Regions from separate parts of the Columba livia genome. Here region 2 is linked to region 1. The links are chromatin contacts, called in public Hi-C maps. All regions are on one chromosome and are shown on one strand. Each heading gives the region's core, a stretch centred on a gene start, on an enhancer-like site or on the middle of the called end of the contact. The rest is flanking DNA. Distances are from core to core; before and after follow the strand shown.

The links. Hi-C and Micro-C count contacts between places; a contact is called where the count stands out from the background.
Region 2: a Hi-C map of crop shows a contact between it and region 1, with 2.8 times the contacts expected there. The contact joins two enhancer-like sites. A contact is called at or near these places in 2 of 2 Hi-C or Micro-C datasets (crop and liver).

What each region holds. Positions count from the first base shown.
Region 1 is chr3:94,463,979-94,469,769 of bColLiv1.pat.W.v2, forward strand. No RefSeq gene overlaps it. Among named protein-coding and RNA genes, the nearest start is that of TRNAI-UAU, 140 kb to the right of the region's middle. Within about 2 kb of position 2,658, at least 2 of the 3 cell types and tissues checked have an H3K27ac peak away from gene starts, as active enhancers do.
Region 2 is chr3:94,586,994-94,592,784 of bColLiv1.pat.W.v2, forward strand. No RefSeq gene overlaps it. Among named protein-coding and RNA genes, the nearest start is that of TRNAI-UAU, 14 kb to the right of the region's middle. Within about 2 kb of position 2,943, at least 2 of the 3 cell types and tissues checked have an H3K27ac peak away from gene starts, as active enhancers do.

The DNA.
Region 1 (5,791 bases), core at 1,408-3,907:
AAGCTAGGGCTTGGCTTAGGATTGTATTATTGTGGAAAGCGATGGGACAGGTTCAGTAAGCACACAGGGTCAGGAAATAAGAGTTTCACGTCGCGTCCACAATAAACTGCACCACAGAACACACAGTCTGGGCTTAATTGAGATACCGAAATCAGTTGAAACAACAGGCAGTGTGACTTACTACTGCAATCTGAGCCTTTCTGTGTGACAGAACAGTTAATTAAATAATGGGTTTTCTTCTGAAAAGACACCACTTACAGTTACCCATAAAAATATTGCTGTCTGTCAGCTACACACGCCTGTACTGAAAAAATACATAGTGGTACCAAAAACATCCATTTATAATATTTTATGCATTGCTTGACTTTGTATACAGTCTGACAGAATGAGTACAACAATAAGCAAGAAGGTAACGTGGTGGTAGAGCAACAATATCGTAGGTCAGCGATGTGTCAAACATTTCAGTTCCTTGTGCTTAAAAAATAAGCAACCACAATATCTGTAGCAGTCAGCAAACTTCTGGAAGGCTTCAGAGAAAGGGAAAAACAATAGAAAGTTTGTAAAACTGTCACTATATTTTCTCAACTGAATAGCATATAAGCATACTGAAAATATTATATATATTTATATATCACTTGCATCATCTTTTCACATCAGGACGAATTATCACAATGTGAATTCCTAATGCTGAATTTGTTGTTAATCTAAACTTTCTTTTGCAGATCAGCATCTATGTTAGCCGCAGACACCTAAAAAACAAACAGAGGAGTTAAGCTGATCATTACTGTTATTAACCAAGCTTACATTTGTTGATCTATACTGTTGCTGACTAGCTTGGGCTCCAATTTAGCAGCAACAGATCTCTTTGTCTATGATGATGGATCAAAGGTCAGACTAACTCCAACCATGTGGAGCCTAATGATAGCTAAGGGAGACCCATGATGAGTATAAAAATAGAACTAAAGATAAAGGCTTTAATCATAAGTGACAAATTACATTTTTGATGTGTCAAGTTCAATATTAATTATTTTCAGCTGCTCTGCTTTTTCTTTTGTCTTAAGGAAACTCCAGCAATATGCTGACATGCCTGGAAAAGTTCAGGTGAAAAATGACCTCAGTTCAGTTTGCAGATTTACAGGAAACCATATACTATCCTTGGAGCATTTAAGTACTATGGCCTGCGGAAATACTGTGGCTTGTAAAAAAATGTAAGTCAAGAGATGACACTGTTCTTTTCCCAGTTTTAAACTGAGTTAAATCTTCTACTTGTGTTGTGCATTATGGACTGACATAAACCAAACAACAGTGCTCTAAAGGCAGAGAATCAAAAACTCTCTGGAGAAGCAACATTTCTAATTAAATAAATCTGCCATAAATTGAAAAGCTGAAAGAAGAGGTATTTGTTTTCCACTTTTCTAACTATGCTGTTCCTTCAATATTAGCCTGAGCCATACATTCCCTTACAAAAAAAGATGTCTTTGTTTTATGCATTTTTTGCCATTTAATTAATCTGTTGACTACCCTGATGTTTTGGAAAAGTTTCGTTCACCATAGAAAGCTAATTACACTGCAAAAATTCACGTATCCAGAAGTTCCTCAAGGAGCAGGAGGAAAAATTAATGCTGGTTTAGAAGTTTAACAGGCAACTGAGGTGTGCAACTTGATAAATCCTGAGCTAACAGTTTTTCTTCCTTGACCTTCAAACTGAAAAGTTTTTATGAGCATTTGATAGAAATAAAGGTATATAGCAGAAATAATGGTATTTAATCTGATGACCATGTGTGATGAACTAATATCAAAGGCAACTATGAAATTATATTGTGGTATTTCAAATATTCAGTTTTATGCAGAATCAGCAAAAACTTTCCCTAACTAAACATAAACCAACTCAGAAGATACAGTGGTCACAAATAACCTCTGAAAAGTTTCTTAAAACACTGTTATCCACTTGTGATTATTAGCCTGAGGTCTCTTAAATAAAAATATCCAATATCACTGCTTATCTTGACTACTGCAGACAGTAATGGTATGGAACAGAAGCACTCAGGTTTAAAAATAAAAAGGGGGGGAGGGGCAGAAAGCAACCCTAAACTTAAGCAAAACTAGGTAAGGTATAACCTTTGTGACAGAGGTCTAGCAGCAAAAGCATCCATATACTTCAGTGCTGCCAGCGTCACAAAAGCTGTTCTGCACCAGGGAAGAGGCCAAAATGGAGACTCATTCTGTAGACACATGGTCAAAATGAGACAAATGAAAGGGCCCAGTGGGCAGGCCTGAAACGTGTCTATTGATTTTCTCCTGCTAAAAAGGTATTTCTGGAGATAAGGAAGCATTTCATAAAGTGAAAGAAAGAAGCCCAGTGGACCTACTACATCTATGTCACTGGGGGGAATGATTTCAGTCCTTCATCTCCACCAATCGCTTCCAGCACTGGGATGCAGATGTTATCAATGAAAGAACGGATGAAAACAGGAGATTCATTTAAACATCTTTTAGCTATTAAGCAGAAGGGCTGTGTTAAAGCTCAAACTCCCTGCTTTCTGGCTAAGAGCTGAACACCAAAACTGCAGTGGCTAATGAAGTGGCAAGCAGAGAAAGGGAGGATTTGTAGCATGCCGAGGCAGATGAAAGCAGCTTGTGCCCCAGGATCAGCAGCAGATGAAATCCAGCCTTGTTATCCAGCAGGGTCTGACTGTCCCAGACTGCAAGTTGTTCTTGTAGAAGACAGGGAGTAACTAGGAGTCTACAGGAAAGCTGTGCCAAAGGATGGGGTTAGAAAATAGTTATACACATGTTACGGTGTTTATGCCTTTTGCTGGTGTGTGTTTTGGTTTGGTTTTTTGGGTTTTTGTTTGTTTAGGGTTTGGGGGGTTTTTTTGGTTTGTGGTTTTTGGGAGGAGTCCCTTTCATAAAAGACATTTTATAAATGGAGAAAATTAGATTATTGAATACCAGGGAGTTTAGTCAAATTTATGGTTTATGGTTGGGACTTCAGCTTACCATTTATTAGTTACTTTTTTAAATTGAAGCCTGGTCGTCCTTATTGTCAACCAAGTCCTGGCTAAAGGGGTTACATAGAAATAATGGAGACATGCTAGCTGAGGAAAAGACACCTAAAACACGCTGTTCTCTAGCTTAGACTGATTGATTTCACTACTGACCCTGGAAAAACCCAAATGTATTCACAACACGATAGGATATAAATTCTTTCTTCAACTGTATTCAAAAGCAATTGAAGTAAATTTTCTTTTTCCCAGCATTACTTGACTAACATTCATGAAAGACCCCTTGGAGTTATAAACTGGATATAAATGAGTCATCATGCTTTATTGCATTAATGTGTGCATGTTTTCAGGGCCTGACCTTTGTACTGACCTTTCAGAGGTATAGCCAAGCCATCAGCCCCTGACGGGCCTTTACTGAGGGAGAAAAATCTTTGTAATAGCACAGAGGAATTTACTAATCTGACATCTAGTTTAGCAGATTAATCTTCGATTTTCTTTGATCATGCCTGGCAACAATGTGCAGCAAGTCAAACCAATCAACAATCATTAATTAAAAGAACAATGAAGAGCAGAGGCTATTTAGTTATGAATGGCACACACTGACTGAATATTATGAGTTCTCAGATGAAAGCAACATTTCCTAAATGACACAGATCAGTACACGATAAGCTTCAAGATAGTTGTGTGATGTAAGATGGAACCCTGAAAGAACGTTATCGCGTCTAGGGAAAAAAATAAAATGAAACTGGAAAGCTGTCTTTGGGACTTGTGTGAACCAAAGCCCTGTGCTGAGATTCATACAATTAGGCTTATAAAGCATCAGTGGATGCTCATGCATTGCCTATAAACACTAAGGTTTTAAAATTTTGGTCTCATAAAACAGGTAAATAAAGAACAGTGACCCTGGTAATCAGTCTCAGCCTTTCTTAACATTAGGTGGTATAGTACTGCCTACACAATAGAATGTTATCTCAGATGTATAAACCCGGATGCTTAACTGGTTCAACCTAACTTTTGTACTGAAATCAGGGGAGTTACATTGCTTTATACAACTACAAACATGACCGTGAGTGTTCTGACACTGAATTTTTAATTTCTTGTGTTACGTAATGCAGAGAGTCAAGAACTTTGTTGAAAATTTATTAGTCTTACAAAAATAGACTGGAAGTACTATATGGCTCTACCTTTACGATTGTGATGATATTCAGTCAGGCCTATGTTCCTACCTGCGTGACATTATAAAGAATGACTAACCTTTAATTATTCTGGGAAATGAAGTGGATACAAAACAAAGTGAAAAGCTTAAGGGCATTTTGTTTTAATAGAAAAAGTATAAGGAAGTTATAGGTGTGTACCAGCTTAAAACTTTATTACTTAATAATTGCATAATTATACTCTGGGAAAATTGTTTGATGTAAAAAAAAATAGTCTTTAACATTTGCACCATTTCTTGTGCTGTTCTAATATTAATGGGATATTTATGGTCAGATTTAAGCAGATCTTGTAAAAGTTCAAGGTACTTCTTTTAAACAGTATTCAGGGTTTTCCTTCAAGACGTTTGTCAGCAAAGAGTGCAGGCGCTGACCGGTGAGTCCCTCCTGAGTGCTTGGGGCAATGCAGCAGCTTCGTAGGTGGGGGGCACTCTGGCACTGTCAAAAGTGCAAAGCACACACAAAGCCAAACCACAAGAGCAGCAATGAGACTAGTATCTACAAAGAGGAATTTCTAATAGTCCACAGCTCTTCAGCCAGCAGAGAAAGAGCTGATAGAGCCAATGGTCAAACCAAAACCAACAGTGAGGTAGGCATTTAAAAACCATGGCTATTTAAAAAAGTCGATCTAAAGCCACACAACAGAAAGTTCACCAACCATAATTTTAAGGTTTAGCATTTTGTAGATAAATATGTCACAGCTTAAACAGAAGGTCTAGGCTCCTTGTGTCAGATACTAAGCAAGCTTGTTTCACCTCTGTTAGGCAAAAGATCCAAGTAGATGACACATACTGACCCCTTCTGTTCTAAAATCTATGACTATTTGTCTAATTTGGATGCCATTTCTAGGGTCGTACTGTGAAACGGGTGGAATGGCATTAGCCTACATTTGTCCACTCTTACCACATGCAAGTATGGTTTGCAGTTATCAGGAAATGAAAATAAATTTCTCTTTCAATAGGCCATGATTTGTCCTTTTTAATTTTTAATTCTTGTTAAACTTTAAAAATGAGTGCACATTTTTGCCTACATGTGAAGCTTATCTGGATTTTTTAAAAATCTTTGGATTTTTTTTTTTAAACTGTTGTTTATTTCCATTGTACTTAAGGAAAAAGAGCACTAATTATAAATTATAAATCATAAATCATAAATCATAAATCATAAATCATAAATCATAAATCATAAATCATAAATCATAAATCATCTCTGTCCAGAATCGGAGCAATTCTTCTGCATCTATATTATGAAGTCACCTCTTCATATCGTACTCCAACTCACGTTTTAAAATGTGGGTATCTGAATACTGCACCTAATCATCCATTAAAACAATAAAGAGTGAAAGGTCTACTCAAAGACAAGAAACTAGGGCTAGACCCATTAAGGCAGACCTGCTTCTGAAGCTACTAATATACAGCATAACATCATATCCAGGCACCCTTGCCTCTTCTTCCCTCCCCTGCCAATCACTAAATATCTAATTACACTTATTTGCAGCTGGATCAACTGAAAACTGCTAGTACAAAACCAGGAAAAAGTGTAAATGCACACCAGTAGCTCCAGAGCAGAATACCAAAT
Region 2 (5,791 bases), core at 1,693-4,192, 120 kb after region 1:
AAATCTGGTTCTCTAAGCCCTTCCTCACGTGGCTGCTTCACAGTCCTTTGATCATCTTTGTGGCCCTTCTCTGGACCCTCTACTAGCCTGTCCACATCTTTTTTGCATAGCGGGGACCAAAACTGAACACAGTATTCCAGGTGTGGCCTGATGGACACTGAGTAGAGTGGGATAATGACTCTGTCTCTGCTGGTGATGCTGGTGATGTCGCTGTTGATGCAGCCCAGCACACCGCTGGCTTTCTTTGCCGCAGCAGCCCACTGTTTGCTCACATTGAGCTTGTTGTCCACCAGGACGCCCAGATCCCTTTCCACAGAGCTGCTCCCCAGCCAGATAGGTCTGTGTTGCACTCTGGATTATGCTTTCCTAGGTGCAAGACCATGGACTTATCCTTCTTGAACTTCATAACTTCTTGTTAGCCCACTCTTCCAAGCTACCCAGGTCTTCCTGCAGGGTGGCTCTCCCTTCTGAAGTGTCCACTTCCCCACCCAGTTTGGTGTCATCAGCAAACTTCATCAGGGTACACTTGATCCCATCATCCAGATCACTTATGAAGATACGAAACAGCATTGGGCCCAATATCAATCCCTGGGGGATTCCACCTGTGACTGGTTGCCAGTTTGAAAAAGATCCATTTACCACCACCCCTGGGTGAGGCCTGTAAGCCTGTTCCCCACCCACCACAGAGACCACTTGTTTAGACCACAACTTGTCTAGACCATCCACAGTGCTGGAAGGACAAGCCTCTCTGAGACCTGACTTCGATTGGGGTGGGTTTTTTGGTTTTCTTTGGTTGGCTGGTTGGTTGGTTGGTTGCTGTTTGGTTTGGGATTTTTGTTGTTGTTGTTGTTGTTGTTGTTTGTTGTTTTATTGTTTAGTTTTTGAAAAGTATGTCTCATTTAAAAAAAAAAAAAATAATAACGTGTGCAACACTCAGAAATGATCTCTGAAGGCTGTTTAGAAAGAGTGACTTACCTCACAAACTTAATACCCAAAGAGACGTGGGAGATGGATTGTCTGATTTAATTCCAGAACAAAAAAAACCCCAGACTCCTGGCATTTATTTGGCTTTCTGCAAGATCTTTGGAAGGGCAGTTAAGAGCTCTCTCCTCCCCCTGCCCCACTTTAGGGGAAGGGGATGTTACAACAGAAACAATAGTGACTGCTTTTTACAAAGCATACATTGCTCCCTTGCATGAGAATACTAACAATAACATGTCTTTAACTGTAGAGAGCAGAAAGTAAAGGATGATACTACTCAAAGTATCTGAAATCTTCATGCCAAAGCTTTAAAATGTGACCAAGGTGAAAGATAATAATACCCTTTCACAGTACATGCACAGACGACAGTGAATTCCAGTCTCTCAGTGCACATTTAAAGGATAAAATATAAAGTTTGCTAATTTTTTCAAACTACTTCCTCCTGCAACATTAACCAAGCAATTTGTTTTGTTTTAAACAGGCTTATGCAACTCCACTTAACTGTTGAAGAAGACAGGAAGTTAATTCCAATTCTTATTACTCTGGTCAAGTTGCAAGAGAAGTCCAGGTAGGCCAAACAGTCCCTTGCCACCGATTTCTACTACATAACATGCAACTTTTGTTCACTAATGCCTTTATGTAGGTTGGGAGGGAAAAAAAGCATGCTTTAGACTGCTCTGACCACCAGACCATGTTCTGAGGATGTAAATAATATACCAATTCCCATGCTACTGATGTTCCTGAAAGTCTCCCATTCAAGTGAAGTTTGCATATGCTTAATGGGTTCCAGAATACTGAGCTGGTCACATCCTGACAGCATATAACTGAAAAACTGTTCATCCATCTTGGCAAAACAGTCTGGCACCTGCAATCTTGTACTTTGACCACAAAAACCAGAATCATTCAAAATTTTCATTGTGATTCATTTAGATGACAAAAAGCAGAATTGTACCAGAGTTCAATCTAAATGATTCAGCCTGAACTTTGGTTTTACTTACACTATTATTTTGTCCTGCACGAGGGGGAAAAAGAAAAAAAAAAAAAGGAGAGGGAAAGAATAAAGGTTTCTTCATTCACTCTGATGCCAAACTCTGAAGTAGGTGCATAAACCTTCTTAAAGAGACCACTAATTTAATATATACTTGATTCTACTCAACAGTTGTGGGGCATAATCTGCAAGAGAAGTAGGGTTCTATTAACCTCTTCCTGAATGGCTGTAATGGTTGACGTAGATTCCATTTATTGTTGCCTTGTGTTTTGTGTTGCCATATACATCAGTGCTAGCCGGTTGTAATGCAGTGCTCTCAAAGTGCATCTTGTGCCAAACCTAAGAATAGCCCTATATTCTCACTAAGAGAATAAAAACAACTACAAAAAAAGCAGCCTCTTCAGCAGTTTAAGATTATGTTTCTAGTGATACATCACAGACAGATGTCTATCTGGAACTAGAAAGTTTTCTTCTGAAAAGGTCTCTGAATTCAGCCCTTTCCTTTAGTAGCAGGAACAGCTTTCATTTCTTCCACTGTCTTACTGGAACTCTTATGAATCCACGGGGGAGGTGGGGCAAGGAGGGAGAACCCCTCCAATTTTGCCATAATTGCTATAAATTGACCAGACTGAATGTACAATCAAGCATGTGTGTTATATACAATGCAATATTCTTAAGTTCTCATAGACAAAAATTAACTATTAAATCTGAACCTTTGAACACTGTTAAACAGCTGATAATATTTAAAAAGAGTACATCCACTTGGCCATCTGCCTAGTTATGGGCTCTGATGATCAGGCTGCATGTTGTTTAAAAGGTATAGTACAAAAAGGACTAGGAAAGTCAGCATTTTTTTTTCTAAAGAAGGAATGGGGGAGCTTTGTAGTCTTAAAGACAAAATATGCAGTAAGTCACTTACAGCTCTACACACACGGCTCCAGTTTGAACTCTTGCATCTTTAAATGATTTGCTAATATTTTTACAAATGAGAACACTTTTATCAAACAGCCTTCCTGTGTCTCAAAGAAGTTACTAAAAGAGTTAACAGAAAAGACTGAGGTATACTTGCATTGCTTTTTAGTATAATGTTTTTTTATGCACAGTGGTATTTTCCATATGAAAGCCTTGAGCCTGAAACAATACCCGATTATCATAATCTACTAAGACCTGTATTTCAGAACATTTTAGAAGGGGCTTTGGATTACTCTTTAGCTGGCAGCCTTCTACCAGCCTAAAGAGTTGCAAAACCACTGCTGGAAAAATAAAGTTACAGAGTGCAATGCTGCCATCTGCTGAAAACTGTTTGTCTGAATGGTCTAAGTACTCTTTCCAAAGATTCAGTTACAGGCATCTGAACACTCAAAGCTATTCAGACCTGTTTAATCTTATCAATTTGAGGAAGAATAACAAATATTTTTGGATCAACCATTTGTGCATATAGATGCAAGGTCAGCTGTAGTCAAGTATAGTAGCTCTACTTCCCCCTAATGGGAAATGGGATGGCCACCCAACACTTGGTAATAGCCTGTATTTCCCATATGCTGCATACAGTGCAGCACCATAGGCTTCCAGAAGGTTCCCCCTGTCAGCAGCAGGCCCCAAAAGCAATGTTTCGTGCTTAGTGACAATTCTGGAATAGGATATTCAAGTCTGCAGGTTCCTCTGGCTATGCACAAAGGAAAGATGCGTGTCAGGGTGGACACCATCCCCTCCAGCAGCCTGGGCTGGTGTTCCATTTCACAGGGCTGCAATCAAGGGTGGTAGACTTGTTGGAAAACTCAGGAGTCCATATTTTTAATTGATTTTTATTTCCCTACATCTAGTTATGGATGACGAGTTGTCCTCTCCTCCAAGTGACAGATATGTCCTACTGCAATTGCCAAAATTCCTATCCAGTTTGCCAGGAGACAACACTTTTCATCTACTGGCCAAAATTAAGTTGTATGGCTAGCAAAAGGTCACTATAGAAAAAAAAATGAACTCATGTGAAAGTACCACAATGTCATTTTCACTATGATCTAGATTATCTGCAGTAACTTTAATATAGGTACACATACAGAGATATCACATAATATGGTCTGTCTTGCACAACCACTACCTACAAAGCAGCCTGACATTCATGCCCTGTCCTCTATTGTTTGATTGGCACTTCTCAGATAAATGAGACTAAGGAGTTTATCCAACACTTTAAGCAGACGACAGATATTTTGTTCTCGGTTCACCAATACAAATCTGAAATAACTCTGCTTAGTTGAGTGAATATGGACCTCAATTTCTATCAGTGTAAACAAATCAAGAATGTGAGCCACTACACCAAATTTAGTCACACATGGCTTTACCAGATACAGATGCCTAACAGCACAAGCCTGATTTGTCTGTGCCTTGCACTGAAGTAAACAGGAACAAAACTATAACTCTACCACACTGGAATAGTACTTGACAGTCACTGTGAACAGATCATAAGCAATCTAACGGGGAACACTGAACAGAAGAAATAAGTCTCTTCTATATAGAGGAGAACAAACTTACTAAATAAGGAATAGTACACAGCCTGCTCCTTTGTTACCATCTCTCATTTCTTAAAAAAAATCCATTGGAAAAAATGGGCCTCAATCATATAATCTAATTTGGTACAGCTCCACAGTAATTATGATGGATTCATGCTGCATCACTTACATTGATAAAAGGAAATTACCAGGAGATTCCAGAAGCATTTTGCAGAACTTAATTCCAAGCATAAAAAATTTTAAGTGCTCCATTGATGTCTGTCAGTTTGATTAAGGTATGAATCACATACCAAGAAATACTATCAACTATGTATTTCAAGGCAGTTTTAGTTCTAGCAGTAGCATGAAGAAAAGGCAAAAAAGCCTTTGCTCAGAGATTAAAACATTCATCCTTTATTTCATTTTCTTATGGGATGAAGAAAGCCAAATTTTAGGAAAAAATTAAACGTCAGTCAAAAAAATTAGATGTAGTAAGATGACATTTTACACTTAAGTTGATAATTTGTGAATGTTACATTGTTTATCACAGACACAAGATGAAAAGAGTTTCAGTAAAACAAGACACAAACAGAATGGGTGGGAAATGCAGTCAACAGCGACACTAAGCTACAGCAAAAACTCATTTACTCTGAGTAGCTCATAAATACCCACTCAGTAAAGAATGAACAAGAAGCATTTTTGCCAGATCAACACTCATGTTTACAATTCCAAGCCAAGGAAACAGTAAAGACAGTAGATTTGATTACACAACAGAGAGAAACAGCTTTTTTTGGTGGTTCTTGTTGTTTTATTTTGTTTTGGATTTTTGTCCACAGTGCAACAACAGCCAACACAAGCTTGAAGCTGCAGCCACCAGTGCTACAGGACAAAGGTTCAGAGGTCTGAAGCCACCTCAAGGTTTCTTGCAGACCACCACCATGGTTCGACTGATGAATCATATTTGAACCGACCACTAACTAGGACTTCATGGACCTTGGTGGTCCGTGAACACCAAGAAAGTATCTGCCCCTATTAAATCAAATGATCACGTGAGATCCAAGTGCAGCATGTACAGAACACAAGGAACTGAAACATTAAAACACAGGGCCAAGTTCTCCTACTATTTCAGCAGATGCAGTTCCTCTAACAGTGGTGTGGGTTTTTTGTTTTTGTGGGGGGTTTTGTTTGCTTTTTTACCAAAAAATCCCAACCAAACAAACAAGACCAAAAAACCCCACCTCACACAGAAGCTAAGCCAGATGGCCAAATGCTGCTACTACTAATGTTGCTAATACCTCTTCAGGATTATTTATTGAATGAGACAGCTAGGACCAGC